2 separate regions of the Macaca mulatta genome follow, and region 2 is linked to region 1. Evidence: chromatin contacts called from public Hi-C data. All regions are on one chromosome and are shown on one strand. The core of a region is the stretch at or near the end of the contact, and the rest is flanking DNA. Distances in the headings are between cores, read along the strand shown. Region 1 has its middle 21 kb from the start of NTMT1. Region 2 holds the start of LOC106993593.

Region 1 (4,186 bases), core at 65-2,564:
CTCTAGGAAGCTGGCCTAGATTTCCACTAGCCCAGCAAGGCCATGGACAGCAGGGCCATAGCCAGTATGTCCAGGCTGGCTATCCTGGCAAACTCTGTCCCAGGGAGCTTGTGTCTGGACTGGGGAGATACAGATGGGCCGGCTGCACAGGTGTGTGACCCCTGCAGGTGCACAGGGCCCCAGACTTAGAAGGGCCCTGCACAGGCTTCCTGCTGTGCGGTTGCCATCTTGAAATTTGCAATACATCAGGAACAAGAGGTCCTGCTTTTCATTTTGCCCTGGGTCCCACAGATTTAACTGCCCCATACACAGGCACTAAACTACGGCAATGCTGAGCTGCGGCTGGGCGGAGGGCTGGCAGGAGGGTTGCAGAGGGTCTCCTGGAAGAATCGGCCAGGCAGAGAGGCCGAGGGGCTGGAGTGAGGCTGGTCAGATGGGCAGCTCCCTGGAGAGGACAGTCAGGAGTGAGCTTTGTCCTGCCTGACCCCAAAACCCTGCCGTGGCTCCCCAGGACACCTCAGCGCAGCTCCCTGGGAGCTGGGCCAGCACCAGGCAGGTCAGGAGCAGCAAAGCTCTGAGAGGACTTTTATTTTTATTTTTGAGACACTCTCGCACTGTGCAGAGTGCAGTGGTGCGATCTCGGCTCACTGCGTCCTCCACCTTACAGGTTCAAGCGATTCTCCTGTCTCAGCCTCCCAAGTAGCTGGGATTACAGGCATGTGCCACCACGTTTGGAAATTTTTGTATTTTCGGTAGAGACAGGGTTTCACCATGTTGGCCAGGCTGGTCTTGAACTCCTGACTTCAAGTGATCCGCCTGCCTCAGCCTCCCAAAGTGCTGGGATTACAGGCGTGCGCCACCGTGCCTGACCAGAGGCCTTTAAAAATACCCCTACACCTGAATATTGACTAGATAGCATACTTGTGCACAGCATTTGGAAGGCACAAACGAGAAACCAGTGGGAAGAAAGCCCCTCCCTGCTGGTCTCTCACCTAACCCTGGTCCCTCCCACTGGGTAACCCAGTTTCCTGTGTACCTCCCAGAGGTATTCTGTGCACACACGGAGGCCTGCGCATGCGTGGTTTTCGTATTTTCGTGAGGATTTCACGTACATTCTGTATTGTACACACTCTTCTGCACTTAGCTTCTCACTTCACAGTCCGACCAGGAAATCATACAAGGCTCTCTCAAGGCCACTGAATTGTATAGATGGAGAAACCGGAGCCCAGAGTGTCACACGGCAAGTGTGGGTGTTCCGGTGGTCCGGGCGTAGAGCCTGGCCTTGGCACAGTGGAATCCACGTCCTTCCGCGTGCTCACCAAACCCCCTCAGCCTCCTCACAGCTTCTCTCCTGCCCTAATTGCAAGGGCTGCCAAGGAGGGAGCCACAAAGGTACTGTGATGATTTCCATTTCCACACGAGGCTCCGAGAGGTGCAGCCACTGTCCTGAGGCCACACAGCAGAACCAGGGTGGGAACTCACCAAGCTGCAGTGGCCCCCCCAGGAGCAGGCTCATGTTTCCCCAGGTGGGCACTGCCCCTCAGCACAGACTTACAATCTCCCTGATGCCAGATGGAGAAGCCCCCAACTTCAGCAGGTGAGGTTTGGGCAATGGAGTCTCTCAGCCTGACAGAGCCACAGGATGGAGCTGGCAGGAGTCCCCGCTAGGCCTGGAGGATGGGTCGGGCTAGGTGGCTCGCTGGGGGCGTGGGGCAGATTTGGGGGCCTGGTCTCCTAGGCTCCAGCTGTACCACTGAGGCTCCTGGAGTGCCCCCTGGGCCTGTCTGGTCGCCAGGCAGGGCCAGCATCAGCTGGCTGAACGTGCCTGGGGCTGCTGCTCTGTTCACCATTTGGGTTTGAAGCATTATTTTAATTGTGTTTGTTTATCCAAAGCTCGCCTTTGAAATCTGGTTTTGTGCCTCCCTATCCTGGAGAAGGGCGCTGGTTTAGATACAAAGTGTGTTGCTGTCTCAGCCTTTAAAGAATTCCCGAGTGAAGGGGCTCACTTTCTCTGAGCACGTGTGGCCCCACTTGTGGGCGACTGTGGCAGGTCTGCAGGACAACTTGGGTCCTGTCCTGACTAGCCACAGGCAAGTGACAGCAGCCCCTCAAAAACTGTGTGTGGCTCACACCTGTAACCCCAGCACTTTGGGAGGCTAAGGCAGGAAGATCGCTTGAAGCCAGGAACTTGAGACCAGACTGATCCACAAGGTGAGACCCCCCCCACCCCCCGGCCCCAGCACCATCTCTTTAAAAAATAAATTAATTAATTAAAAATAAATAAAAAAATAAAAAGTTGTGTGGGATGAAACCTCCAAAGTACTGGAGGTGCCATCCACCCTGGTGCAAGGGACACAACCTTAGGGGGTCATGAGAATGCTGTAAGCTCAGGACCTGCTTTGTCCAGAAAAACACCCACCCCACAACAAAAACTTTACAACCAGTTCTAGGCCCTTCTAGAACCTTCTGAGACCCATCCTCGAACCCCTCCCTCCAGTTTAGAGCCCATTCCTAAAGAAATCTCATGGTCAGCCCTTTTGGAATAATAATCATAGTAGATAAAGTTGAACACAGCACTGTGCTGTGGGATTTCTCTGATTAACTCCATTACTCCTCACACTTGAGGCACAGAGAGGTTGGGTCACTCACCCAAGGTCACACAGCCAGGAAGTGGCAAAGCTAGGATCCAAGCCCAGCCAGTCCTGCCCAGTTCTGCACACCTAACCACACACGCACGCTTGCATACACACTCAGAGCACACGCATGGATGCATGGACACGCATGGCACCTGGCTCCTGAGTCAACCCGTGGGTTAGGCCCAGGGAGGGCCTGGGGTGGAAGACCTCAGGCGAGCTGCCCAGGCTTGGGGTCTGGTGAGCTGGGTGACTGAGGTCAAGTCCTTTGTGAGGATTAGGTGGGCGCCACCTGGAGATCCCTGGCCCAAGGCCAGCAGCGGGGAGGAGCTGATACCATTATGAGGGAAGTGACAGACAGTGGGGACACCCCTCCCCAGTGACTGCCACTCAGCACAGCTTCCTCCCCCTTCCCTCTTCCTCTCCCCCTCCCCTCCTCCCCTCCCTCATTCTCCCCTCCATCATTCTCCCCCTCCTCCTCTCATTTCTCCCCTCCCTCCACATTCTTGCCCCCTTCCTTCTACCCCCTAATTTTCTTCTTCCTCCCTTCTTACCCTTCCTTCCTCCCTCCCTTTTCTCTCCTTTGCTTTCTCCTCTTGTTCCCTCCCTCCCCCTTAACTCCCTCATGTCTCCCTCCCTCCCCTCCTTCCTTCCTCCCTCCTTCCTTTCTCTCTTCCCTTCCCCCTTCCTCTCTTCTCCCTTCTCTCCCTCCCTTCTACTTGCCTCCTGTCTCCGTCTTCTCTCTGTTTTTCCCTCTCTCTTTCCTCCTCCTTCCCGCTTTCTTCTCCTCTGACTCCCTCCTCCTTCCTGTCCTTCCTCTCCCTTCACTCTCCTTCCCTCCTTCCCTAGACAAGGAGTAAGAATTGCTCACCCCTGGCCAGCTCGGTGGCTCAGGCCTGTAATCCCAGCACTTTGGCAGACCGAGGCGAGCAGATCACTTGAGCTCAGGAGTTTGAGACCAGCCTGGCCAACATGGTGAAACCCCATCTCTACTAAAAATATATTTTTTAAATTAGCCAGGTGTGGTGGCGCATGCCTGTAATCCCAGCTACTTGGGAGGCTGAGGTGAGAGGATCGCTTGAACCCGGGAGGCAGAGGTTGCAATGAACTGAGATTGTGCCATTGTACTCCAGCCTGGGCAACTGAGCAAGACTCCCTCTCAAAAAAAAAAAAAAAAAGAGACGCTCACCCCCTTCCTCCAAGCAGCTGTCCATCCTACCAGAGGAACAGCCCATCCCTGTAAACAGCGCACTCTGAGAAGGACCAGACCACACCTGGGGGCCTGCCCAAGAAGGATGGGGAGGGGCCCACTGGCTGAACAGATACGGCTAGACCTTCCCACCCAGAGCCTCTTGGCTTCCCTCCCCCATCCCCAATGCTGGGAGGACAGGGAATGGTCTCTATGGGCCTTCCAGGCTGAAATTTCTAGCGTTCGTGAAGTTAAGACCCTAACATTATGAGCCGGGCATGGTAGCTCATGCCTGTAATCCTAGCACTTTGGGAGGCCAAGGCAGGTGGATCACCTAAGGTCAGGAGTTGGAGACCAGTGTGGC
Region 2 (4,303 bases), core at 1,696-4,195, 120 kb after region 1:
TTCTCCTGATTCTGGTCACCCACCAGGAGGGGCTCAATGTCCTGCTCAGCAAGTTCCCTTAACAGGCTGGGCAGCCAGCGGGGGGTGCTCTGCTGGACTGGAGGAGCCGATGTGAGCCCAGGCCACCCATGGAGGCTCCCCCTGAAGAGAGGGAACAGACAACCCAGCCACTTGTCAGGAACCCGGACCAAATACCCCACCCCCAAGGCTCGGCACTAAGTGTCCCAGGGGCCTGATTTGCAGGAAGGGCAGCAGGATGCTCACTTGGGGGCGGAACACTCACCTGAGGGAGGAACTGTACCTGCTCAGACTTGGGTTACCCACAAACTCAGCCCAGCAGGAGTCTGCTGGCCGCACTAACAATGTCCACTGTGACACTGCTGAGATTCTGCAAGGTGCTTTCAGTGTTAGCCCATTTTACAGAGAAGAAAGTTGAGGCTCCAGACAGACATGAGCTTAAGCCTCTGGCCCAGTTCAAGTTACCAACCATTCCAGAGGCCAGGGCCTGGGGCTGGGTATGTGGCACCCTAAAGCCCAGGTGAGGGTGACCTGAGGGTGGAAGTCTGGGCCTGGAGAGGCAATAGAGGGAGTGAGGATGGCTCCTGCCAGAAACAGGGGAGGGGTGTTTGAGACCTTGAAGGAGGTGGGACTGTGACAGTGGTGACTGTGGGAGGGGTCCGGGTCCAAGCAATAACTGGGAGAGACTTGGTGCAGGGCCCTGAGCTGAAAGGGAGGAAAATGGAGATGGATTGGTCCCTGCCCTCAATGGGGGGTAAATGCCAAGGCTGGGGGCAGGAGCCCAGAGGAGGGCACCAGGCCAGCCCAGACATGAGCTCTGTGGTGTGCGTGTGTTTACTGTGTGGCCAGAGGACGTGAGGAGTGTGTCGAATGGTCTGTGTGATGTTGTGGTGGGGGGATAAGTGTATCAGCATATGGAGTGTGAGTGTGTGTCTGTGCGTGCATGCATGCACGCTAGAGCATGCACTTTTGTGCCTGTGATCTGTGTCATGCAGTGTGTCCGTGCCTGTGTGGGATGTGGTCCCTGTGATGTGGAGAGTGTATGCTGGTGTGTGTGTGTGTTGTGGGGTGGTGCTAACTGGGACACTCTCCAGGGGAAGAGCCTAGCTCGGATGGAGGTGGAGGAGTTAACCAGGAAAACGGGAGAGGAACCAGCACGTGCAAAGGCCTGGAGGCATGAAGAGGGAGCCTGCAGCACTGGAGGACTTGAAAGTGGTCCAGTGAGGCTGGGGACAGGGAGCGAGAGGCAGGGCCTGGGAGGGATAGGGCAGGCCTTCCTCCACCAGTTTGAGTTCCATTAGCTTGAGGGTGTGTACAGCCAAGAGGGATGGAGGGGCTGAGAGGAGGCCAAGCCACCACTGACCAGGTGGAGGGGTGGGGGGTGAGCCTGGACCGGGCAGGTGCTGGGTGGAGGTGGGGGAGTGAGAGCCAGAGCTTTCAACCAAGCCTCTGGGAGGCTGCAGGGCCTGGGATCCCAGACCCGAGCCTGATCCCTGCTCAGCTCAAGAGCTGTTGCCGGAAGGTTCTTAGTTTCCCCTCAGTAAACTGGGGCTCAGGAGATTTCTGGAGCACTTGCTCTGTATAACTGGGCAAGGGCTGGGCAGGCATTTCCAGCATGAACACGTCTTCCCAGGCCCACTGGCTGGAGGGCACCGAGGGGTGAGGGTGACCTGAGGGTGAAGTCTGGGCCTGGAGAGGCCATAGAGGGAGTGAGGACAGCTCCTGCCAGAAACAGGGGAGGGGTGTTTGAGACCTTGAAGGGTGGGACCGTGACGGTGGTGACCGTGGAAGGGGTCCGGGTTCGGGTCCCACGGGGGGTCAGAGGAAAGGAGCTGGAAGCAGGAGCCAGAATTTGAACCCAGGTGGTCTGACTCCAAGAGGGCCCTCTCACCTGACTTCAACAGTGACCTTAGTGGCTTCAACAGTGACCCCAGTAGTGACAATAGTGACTCACCTGCCCCATGGGCTTGAAACTGCGATGGTTGTGCTCTCCTTTGACCCTGTATCCTGGGGGACTCCACACGGTCATTATATTGTTACTGCGCCTTTTTAGAGATGAGAAAACTGTGGCCAGAAGCAGAGTGGCCTGACCAGGGCTCCAGCCCCCCAGTCCTGCCACAGATGATGTGGGGCGGTTTTCTCAGCACAGGCTGGAAAGCTTTCTTAGGTAACACGTGGAAGGCAGCGTGTGACCCGGCAGAAAGGAACTGTAATTCCGGGTGGCTGTACGACCTTGGACAGTCCTTTTCCCATCTCTGGGCCTCGATTTACCCAACTGTACAATTCGCCCCGTGAGTCTAGGAAGATTCGCTGAGCGTCTGCCAACTGGCAGATGAGGAAACCGAAGTTCAGAGAGTTGAAAGCACAGAGTTGCCTCAGGTCAGGCGGCCGGCACAAGGTGGCGCCGGCTTCGAAGCCGGATTCCGAGGGCGAGCCCTGCCCTCGGCCCCCAGCGGTGTTGTCCTGCCCCCAGGGGGCAGCGGCGCGGGGCCGTTCCAGGCCCTGCCAGCCTGACGTCAGGCCCGGCCGGCGGGGCCTCGCTCTGCACAAACAGACGCCGCAGGCCAGCGTCGGGGCCGGGGGCGGCGATGACTCAGGGCCCCGAGACGGGCCGGGAAGCGGAAAGTTGTGTGCAGATGACATCAGCCGGCCGCGAGGGCGGGAGGGGGCCGGCTCCGGGAAACGGCGGCCTGGCGGGCGGCCCGGCCAGGGATAGGGCGCGGAGGGGCGGCCGCGGGGCGGGGGCGGGAACACCGGGACGGGGCGCTCGGAACCACGAAAAATGTCCCCCCCTCCCGCCCGCCCCGGACCCAGGCCCCGGAGCCCGGCCCCGCTTTTCGCCGGCGAGGAGCCGGCTCCACCCGCCTGCAAAGACGCCGCGCTCCCCCGCGCTCCGGAGGCAGCCGCATCCATCCTGCTGCGTGCCTGCATTTTAATTACCGCCGCATTAATATTCATGAGCCAGGACTCGAGGGGGACCGCGGGCTGTCATTTCCCTCGCCCGCCCTCCCCCCACCGCACCCCTCTTCCTGGGCTGAGTCTTGGGCTTTTTTCTTCCCGTTCCCAACCCCGCTCGCACCAACCGTTGGTGCTCAGCAGATTTCGGGGAGCGGGGTGGTGTGTGAGCATGAGTGTGAGCGAGTGTGAGTGGGGAGGGCGCAGGGTGGGGGCCGAGTGTGAGTCTGTGCCTACGTCTGTGTGCCTGTGCCTACGTGCCTATGCGTGCCTGTGTGACTGTCGGCAGTCCCAGGGCCGTGTGTGCACGTCTCTGATGTGTCTGTGGGGCTTGGAGAGGGGCCAAAGCCTGTCCAAGTTAGCAGGGCCTGACTGTACAAATGGGGAAACTAAGGCCTGGAGAGAGGCTGTGCCTTGTCCAAAGCCACCCCATAGGTCAGCAGCACAGGGGAGCGGGAGACCAGGGTCCTGCGTTTGGCAGGCTCTGCTCCCGGCTCTCCCGTGCTGTTGTTTGTAACAATGGCAGACAGGATGTGCTGAGCGGGCACCTCTTATGTGTCCTTCCCAGCAAACCTGTGCAGCACGTGGTCCTATCCGTGCCCCGTGCAGATGGGGAAACTGAGGCAACTGGTCCAGCCAATGAGGGGTGAACTGGAGCCCAGAAGTGTCTGAATCCTAAGTCCCTGGGTTTAACAGCCCCACTGTGGTGCCTCCAGGGGAATTGTGGAGTGTCCTCACTGGGGTGATCTGGGGGTACCTGGAAGCTCCTGGGTGCCCGGGCATCAGCGGGGATGTTTCCCCAGAACAGCCCACCTTCTGTTTCCCTCCCAAGTGAGTCATCGGATAGGGCTGCCTTCTTGTGGCTTTCCCAGTCCCCCTCCGTCCCCTCCCCATCCCTGAAGCCTCCCAGGGGCCACCCTGCACACCACACCTTGCTCCCTGGGCCTGAGGTCAGGCAATCATTCATTCATTCATCCAACAAATCCTTCAGTGCCAGTCACTGTGCTAGGCACTGGGGATTCTCTGCTTCCCACTCTGGTCATCTCTACCTGGCCTAGGCGCCTCCAGGCCCACAAGGGGGCTGTTCACCTCTGTGTGTGAATGCTCACTAGGGGTGGGGGACTAGGGGCACCTGTGCACAAAAGACAGCTCTCACCCAGCCTTGCCGCAGAGGTCTGGGGTGCCCACATTCGGTGGCCAGAAAGGGGCTGCGATCATCTTAGGGTTGACGGGGCGGTGGCCACACTAGGCAGCCTGAATCTTTGCTTCTCTCTCCTGCAACTTGTCCTCCTCTGGCCGCCAATCTAAATAACCCCAGAGGCTGGTCAGC

What was found. Hi-C and Micro-C count contacts between places; a contact is called where the count stands out from the background.
Region 2: a Hi-C map of CD4 T cells shows a contact between it and region 1, with 2.4 times the contacts expected there. The contact joins the promoter of LOC106993593 here to the enhancer-like site in region 1. A contact is called at or near these places in 5 of 14 Hi-C or Micro-C datasets (CD4 T cells, blood, fetal cortex germinal zone and 2 more).

Annotation. Positions count from the first base shown.
Region 1 is chr15:18,017,372-18,021,557 of T2T-MMU8v2.0, forward strand. No RefSeq gene overlaps it. Among named protein-coding and RNA genes, the nearest start is that of NTMT1, 21 kb to the left of the region's middle. Within about 2 kb of position 1,315, at least 10 of the 40 cell types and tissues checked have an H3K27ac peak or open chromatin away from gene starts, as enhancers often do. A contact at or near this core is called in CD4 T cells and blood, where this site is marked.
Region 2 is chr15:18,134,594-18,138,896 of T2T-MMU8v2.0, forward strand. It overlaps LOC106993593, which reads right to left and starts at 2,946. Exons shown (of 3, transcript XM_077967900.1): 1 at 1,973-2,946. The coding sequence starts at 2,931. The coding sequence ends at 2,182. The region is part of intron 6 of LOC114672715 (a long non-coding RNA gene); the gene reads left to right. LOC106993592 reads right to left here and starts at 932. Exons shown (of 2, transcript XM_077967905.1): 1 at 558-932; 2 at 329-556. The coding sequence starts at 932. The coding sequence ends at 329.